Linked DNA regions of Bombyx mori: region 1 is linked to region 2. The links are chromatin contacts, called in public Hi-C maps. All regions are on one chromosome and are shown on one strand. The core of a region is the stretch at or near the end of the contact, and the rest is flanking DNA. Distances in the headings are between cores, read along the strand shown.

What was found. Hi-C and Micro-C count contacts between places; a contact is called where the count stands out from the background.
Region 1: a contact with region 2 is called in a Hi-C map of midgut, with 1.7 times the contacts expected there. The contact joins two enhancer-like sites. A contact is called at or near these places in 2 of 7 Hi-C or Micro-C datasets (midgut and whole pupa).

Annotation. Positions count from the first base shown.
Region 1 is chr7:13,401,576-13,405,333 of ASM3026992v2, forward strand. The region is part of intron 44 of LOC101738393 (dystrophin); the gene reads right to left. Among protein-coding and RNA genes, the nearest start is that of LOC101738123, 54 kb to the left of the region's middle. Within about 2 kb of position 1,521, at least 4 of the 8 cell types and tissues checked have open chromatin away from gene starts, as enhancers often do.
Region 2 is chr7:13,355,967-13,359,627 of ASM3026992v2, forward strand. LOC101738393 (dystrophin) reads right to left here. Exons shown (of 61, transcript XM_038012113.1): 54 at 3,549-3,661; 55 at 2,990-3,122; 56 at 2,607-2,747; 57 at 2,394-2,526; 58 at 1,706-1,834; 59 at 1,319-1,442; 60 at 973-1,050. Among protein-coding and RNA genes, the nearest start is that of LOC101738123, 8.5 kb to the left of the region's middle. Within about 2 kb of position 1,740, at least 4 of the 8 cell types and tissues checked have open chromatin away from gene starts, as enhancers often do.

The DNA.
Region 1 (3,758 bases), core at 271-2,770, 45 kb after region 2:
TAAAAAAGGTAAAAAGTGAAAATTCTTCGACTTTCTTATAAGTGAAAATGTTGAAGGATATAACTTAAATACAAATGAATATTCGATCTAAGTAACGCCTTTGTATTTTATGGGCCCCGAACATCGACAGGCATCGTAGGCGTCTAAGTTATCCAAAAAAGCTCTACTTTGGTCCTAACAACAATTCGTCTCAGGTCTTAATCGTTTTAAAATTACAAACGACGCTTTATTTGAACTTCGTATAGAGCTTTCGATAGATAAGCTCGAACAACAAACAAACATGGCGTATTATGTTACATTAAGAGATAAACATGAATCATTAAAAACATCATTATTGATGTCTCTAACACAGACTAAAAGACTTGATACTGCTATTGACTGGGAAAACTACTATGGAGCTGGTTTCATTCTGGGGCTTCCAATAAGGAGTTTTTTTTTGCAAACTGTATTCAGTGGATGCATTGACGTCTCCTGTTCCTGTCGCGTGACCTAACCATGACGATGACATCATTAGTTACTACATGCATCTTTTGCTGTTACTGGAGGGGAGCTCAGTCCAAAACCGGCTGGTACGTGGCAAAAAAGATCTCTGGAAACGCACTGTAGATAAACGCAGTGGCTCCAGGTAGTATGGGTGAACTCTACTCCGGTGGCGGGGCGATGGTAGAAACGAGATGATGGGATCATCTCTAACAATTCCGCAGAGTACTAATTATTATTAGACTACTACCTCCCTTTCTAAGCTACTAGACTGGAAGAATATTTTCTTAAACTTTAACGTAAGCTCTTCTTATAAATACACAACTTAAGTATATAATTGAGGCGGCATTCCAATTCACGATCGACTTCCCAAAATCAATGAACGATATCGTGCAATAAAAATTCAAGCCCCCAGATTCGTATAATTTGCATAATTACTGGTGGTAGAACACGCGGGCTCACACGGGTTAATACCGCAGTCATGCATACTTTTTCCGCAAAGCAACCGCGGCTCCGCTAACAGCTCTTTTGAGTTGCCCACTCACTCACGGACATTGAGTTCATCCCTTTTTAATTAAAAAAAAAGGTAAGAAAGACCATTTGAAGATTGCGATCGTGGCCCATCATTGTGGATCTCCGTGTGAGTGATTGCTGGCTAGCCTATATTTTCAGTGTTCCCAAAATCACGTACAAAAAAATTAGAATGCTAAACCAATATAAAGTAATTTTCGAAAATTATCATTTTAATTGGGCTAAGTTTAAATTTTTTTTAACGAAACGTACAAATGTATGCATACAACACTGTTTAATCCAGATTATATTCTGTTTTAATCTCGAAATATGTTATTTTAATCCACACAAGTACTTTAAACACAACACAAACATTTTTTACTGAACAGGTTTTATACGTTTATACGTAAATTTATTTTTCTTTTTTTTTTAGTCAAAATGGCGCGCGGCGGCAACACGCGTCGCTCCCCGCGGCCGCCATGACACTGGCCGTCGCGACTTGCCGAGCGCCGGCGCCGATACATTTTACAATTTACATACACACGATACTTAAGCACTTTATTATTATTTAAGCTAGGTCCTTTGCATCACGAGAAAGGTATCCTGTGCGGTTATTGAAATATCTTTAGACTAGCGCTTTGAACTTGAATAGCGTTATACAATTTTGTTCGTTTTGTTGATATTAATCCTGTTATTAGTTCATTGCGTAATTGTTAACAGAAAACTTAATATAATGATTAAAATGGAGGGCGTATTAAAACAGTTTTCGAAAAGAAAGATTTCCGACACCATAACGCTAAAAAATGAATGTTTATTTTAATCAATATTACATAAATTAATTTTATGTAGCTATGTGTCATTTGTCTTGAATTCCACGCAATGCATGGCGCGAGGATAACGGCTTAGTGAGTACGCGGAGGACGTCTTGCCGCTAATGTCGTGATTCTGCAATGTATCAGTCGGTTCACGATTTATGGACTTTCAAAACGACAAGCAGGCTTAGTTAAATAAACGTGTGTTTAGTACCTACTAGGTTTGTAGCTGACGGTTTCGACGTAGGTCTCCCGTGTGCTAATTTGAGTTAACTTTTACGCTATCGAGAACGTTAAAAACTCGCACCAAGCACACAGAAACAGTATAGAAGTTTAAAAAAAATGTGCCTGACAGATGTGAAACATCGACATTATTTTGTAAAAGTAATATGCAGAAAAGAACAGATTGTGATAGGAACTAAATATGTCTTAATGATAAAATAAAATATTACGAAAAAATAATTTGTTTTCAAGTAAAACACAGGTTATGTGTAGGTACTGTAGTAAACAACACTGTATACACTACGGAGTATACACTATAGGTATCCGAGCTCAGTGTAGCGAGAGAGATGGCCTAACGCCGGATCGAGTGGGAGAGAATCGCACAGTCGATTGCGTATGGCGACGCGTCGCCACACCGTACACACTACTGCATATAGACTGCATATATATACCATCATATAGCGACGCGTCGCCACGGCATGCGTCGCCACGCCAGAAATCGGTTTTACGTGCGGCTATAGATGTTTCACATCAAAAAAATGAAGATGTGAAAAATTTAAATAAAATTGTGTAATTCATTCAGAAACGTATATTAAGGGTTCCGGAGTCAGAATGAACATTCATAATTAAAATTCATAGCAAATACGTAAAAAAAAAACTTATTGTGCGTCACACAAAATATCGAAAAACTAAATGATTATATTGTTCAAGCGTTTCATTCTAATATCGGCCTAAAATGACCTCGACGGTCTCTCGATATAAATGATGATCTCTCCGAAGCGAGCTTGAGATGAATTTCATCCAAAAATATCTAGACTAAAAGCGTACAGAGCACTATAACGGTACAATCTACCTAATGATACACCCCTATTTAGTTTTATTTTTATGAACACTATTATTTGACGGGTTCTTACTGCAATTATTACTTTTATCAGGTTCCCAGAGCCCGGTATAAACAGCAGCGAAAGAATTTTAATTTCTCACTTAGGCATATACTTACTAGCATTATTGAAAAACCAATAATATTTAGTAATTAGCAATAATATAAAAATTAGCGATAAAAATTAGTAATTTCACCACACGCCATTTTGTGTATTACCAACCTACCTATTTCTAAGGTTCGAAAGGTGCATTCGACGGTAGGATTGTCATATTATAGTATTTCAGTATCATACTACATACAGTTGAGACTCCAACCTTATATGTGAGGGTCGTCATTCACTCTGTCGGACATTATAGATCTCCGATACTCACTCAATACTAATAGGGATTAAAGTATGAAATTGCCGATTTGGACATATTTTGCTTAAATAAATATATGTTAAATGAAAAAAAAAACGATTTTCTATTTTTCAGTAAAAATCGACAATTTCATACTTTAACCCCAAATAGTTCGACTATTATTCCTTCAGTCCATTTAATGTTATACAAAAATATAAGCAGTCTTGTAAGTTAGATATCAGTGGTCGATTCACTGACATTTTGAAAATAAGGGTTCCGTTTCTCAAACACGGAACCCTGAAAGGAGCGTGTCAACATTAAGCGTAGTACATATGAGTCGTCTATTATCAAAGGTGGCAATCTGTGCATTTGGACAAAAAAATGTTATTGATATGGCGATACAGATTGATTTGAATATAATCGTCTCCTTCAAAGAATACGGTTCAAAACCTGCATTAAATAAAGTATTAACTTAACCTGTTATTTATCTAAGATGTCGTTCAGAAGAGTTTT
Region 2 (3,661 bases), core at 490-2,989:
CAGCCTTAGGGTTTGGAGTTCCATATCGGTTATAGATAGGTTCCTTATAGGTTGGGATTAGATATAGTCATTTGTTTTATCCACTCATCACTGCCTGATAGAAAACTCACGTAAAATTCAAGATAACGCGAAATAAGTAAAGGTAAAGAAAACCATGGAACTAGTGCCGAATAATTAAATCCCATGTTTAATAAAAAAAAAAGTTGATTACCTCAGGGTATGCGTCCTGTTTTGAATGCAGTAGAAAACAAAGAGAATGACGATATAATTAATTTTTAATGATTAATTCTATTAGGTTTCTGTACATGCAACAACCATGCAAACACAAGCCTAGATTTCAAATAAACAAAGTTACATCTGGCATCATATTTTAGCAAATATAAATTTAAATATTTTAAGGTTTAAAATTTATCGTGATATTTTTGTGCTGGCAACATTTCAAAAACAGACGAAGGAAGCATAAAACCCAAATTGTGATTACAATGAATTTTAGATTTATACGCAATTGTAGTTTAATCAGTTCACACGGCTTCAGCTGAATCTTGAGTTCACAACACCCAACTTATGACTTAAGTACGTGAAATTTTCATTAAATGCCAAATATATATTTTGACACGAATTCACTCAATGTGAACAGGGATCTCAAGCAAAATCGGATAGCATAGTGTTCAGAGTTTTGACCGATCGGCATTATCCGTTGTTTGGAGGTGGTGACAAGCTTCGTTTCTTTGAACAGCTACGAATCGCATTTACTACAGTACTACTTATTACTACAATACGAATCGTAATTGCCAAAATGATTAAACTAGTTAAAATTCGACAATTCCACTGTATTATTGAGAAATCATTGAACACAAATTATATTTAGATTTTTTAAAAAGCTTGAGTTATTTGAACGTAAATCTTTTAAAATCTAAAACAATTGCACAAAAAGCGAAACAAAAGTGTGAACACATTATTGACACCGCTGACCTGCGCAGTGCATGAGGGAGTGCACGGTGTGCGGGGGCGGGGGGGGCCGCTCGGCGCCAGCCCAACGAGCGCCGCCATCTTGTACGCCATTACAACAAAATGGCCGACGTTATTTAAACGAATTTCAAAGCATTACTTTTTTTATATTTGAACTGACATATAAGTGTTACCAGATTTTTACCATTGTTTTTAATTAGCACTCAAGTCGCTGCGATTTTCTGTCGCTACTCAGTGGTACAGAAAAATCAGACCTTTAAAGTAGTAAACTATAATTTATACTAAGAAATTTTAAGTTCTTAATCTAAATATTTCAAATTAAAAACATTAAAAGCATTACTGAACATACTTGTTTGTGACTCGTGGTAGAGTCCATTGTGCATTTTGGCTGGTGAATCAGTTGCAAGCTGCGAAGCGGTCACCGAACGTGTCTGTAATGTTCCGGTGCGCGCTGGGGGCGAGCCCTGGGCCGGCTGGAAGTGTTTATAACAATGTCAGTGATATAAGGAAATCCATTGGATGCAGACAGCGCGGGACTTGGCAGAGGTCCATGTACGTCAGTGATGAAATACAATTCAAGTTCCTTACACAGTTTAGTTTTGTTTTTTATTGAAAGGCAAACGAGTCCTCGGGCATCGCGAATATTGCCACGTGGCAGCTTATTAATTTTATCGTGCTAGTTTACCAGCGAGGTTGGGTGAGATTGGGTGAGGTTGAGAGGGACTGGACTGCCTACCTCGTCGAGTAAGGTGCGTAGACGCTGCAGCTGAGCTTCGAGTTGTCTGTTGTGTTCCTCCAGAATGTGCATGCGAGCCTCCAGCCGGCCCTTGTGCTGACGGAGAAGACGAGCCTCGGCCATCATGTCCTGAAATATATTTCCGATTCATCGTATGCACTGTGCTGTGAAGACTGATGAATGCACGGGCGAGCTATAGTCATAACCGCAGTTGGTGCCGTAGAGTCATCTCATAACTCATAGCGACGATTCGACGCTAAGTGAATGACGGATTAGAGGGCGGAACACCCCTACACACATCTTGAACTCCTGTCTTAAGGGGACAGCATTCACGCTGTACTGTCGGTATATTCCAGTGATCAGCTAACACCAGGTGGGCCGTGAGCTCATCATAATAAATAAGTACAACTTGTGATTATTATATTTAGATTCTGAGGACTGTTTTGGGACCATCTGTTTATTATTTTATACTGGAACCGCGGTTAGTAGAGCTATGATCAAGAAAGGTTCACAAGCACCAATTTAGTATATTCTAAATGAGTATTTGTATGCTTAGACGTCACAACACATGTGTGACGTCACGTCACGTCAAGCCACGTTACGCCAAGTCCGGTCACGTAGCGCCAGACACAACATCAACATCCCTCCTGTAGAAGCCAGAATTATTTGTATTATAAGTTCCTCTGACCTGGTCTACCGGTCCGCTGCGGCTATTGTCGCTGACGCCGTGCTGCTGCTCCTCGGGCGTGGAGCCTGGAGTCTGCTTAGCCTTCAGACGCTCGTACTCCGCTTGGAGACTTGCGTTTTCTTCTTCCAGTTCCCTATAAATAAAGATGTTTTGAAAGTGATAAGGAATGTTTAACTGCATTGCCCTAACCGCATGTGTCTGTGTGTAGTGTACCTAATCATGGCCTCGAGTTCGTGTCTCTGCTCGCGGTGGATAATGGAGACCACTTGCACAGGCGAGCGAGGAGCTTCTTCGGACTCCCCTCCGCCGTTCAGTGAGGCGCAGTACTGAGCTATGAGCTGATGTTCTTCATCGCTGTAACGGTAAAGGATGTAATGGTTAGTTTCAATTTCATGATAAGAAGACCTAAGAGTAATTATAGCCTTCAAAGTATATTCAATATTCTGTCGATGCGCGAGATCAAAGTTGCGATGGGGTGGGACGGGACGAGACGGGTCGTGGCGTAGCGGAACGGGACGGTGCGGTGCGCGGCGGGGCGCGGCGGGGCGCGGCGGTGCGGGGCGGGGCGCGGCGGTGCGCGGCGGGGCGAGGTGTACCTGTCGGGAGTGTCGGCGGCGCTGAGCTCGACCTGCGCGAGGCGGGTGGCGTACAGCTCGAGGCGCGAGTGCATGTCGGGGCCGAGGGACGCGCCGTGCTGCGGAGAGGGAGCGGGGGACTCCAGAGCATCACCTGCACATAAACAAATTTATTACATTAATTACATTTACCAAGAATTACAAAAACTGTCAATTACAAAAATTCATCATGTGAATATGATATGGCCCCGGAAGGTGGGGCTGTCACAATGCGTTCCCGTCAGAACAATATTCTCGACCGAATTTTTTCAACAGTTGGGTCTGGTTCTTGCTCTCACCCTTAATGAGACAGAACTCAACTGAGGACATGTATAATCTGCCGTCCTTTATAAGATGCGCGTGACCGTACCTAGGTCGTCTTCGTCCTCACACCAGCATACGGAGCACACGGCTAGTTTCGGATAAGATCCCGTTAAGCTTACATCTTAAGTGGTAACGAGGTGCCTAAGTTAAGATCATACAATCAGGTTTTTTTAATTAATTATTCACATCAAATTAACAACTGAAACTATCCTCTTACCTTCTAAAACGGTTTGTACAGGCAAGTACCCGACCCTGGGGTGCTTCTTGAAGTAGCGCGCCGACTTGAACTTGTTGCGGAGCGCCCTCGTGAAGTCGCGCACGTCCTCTCCC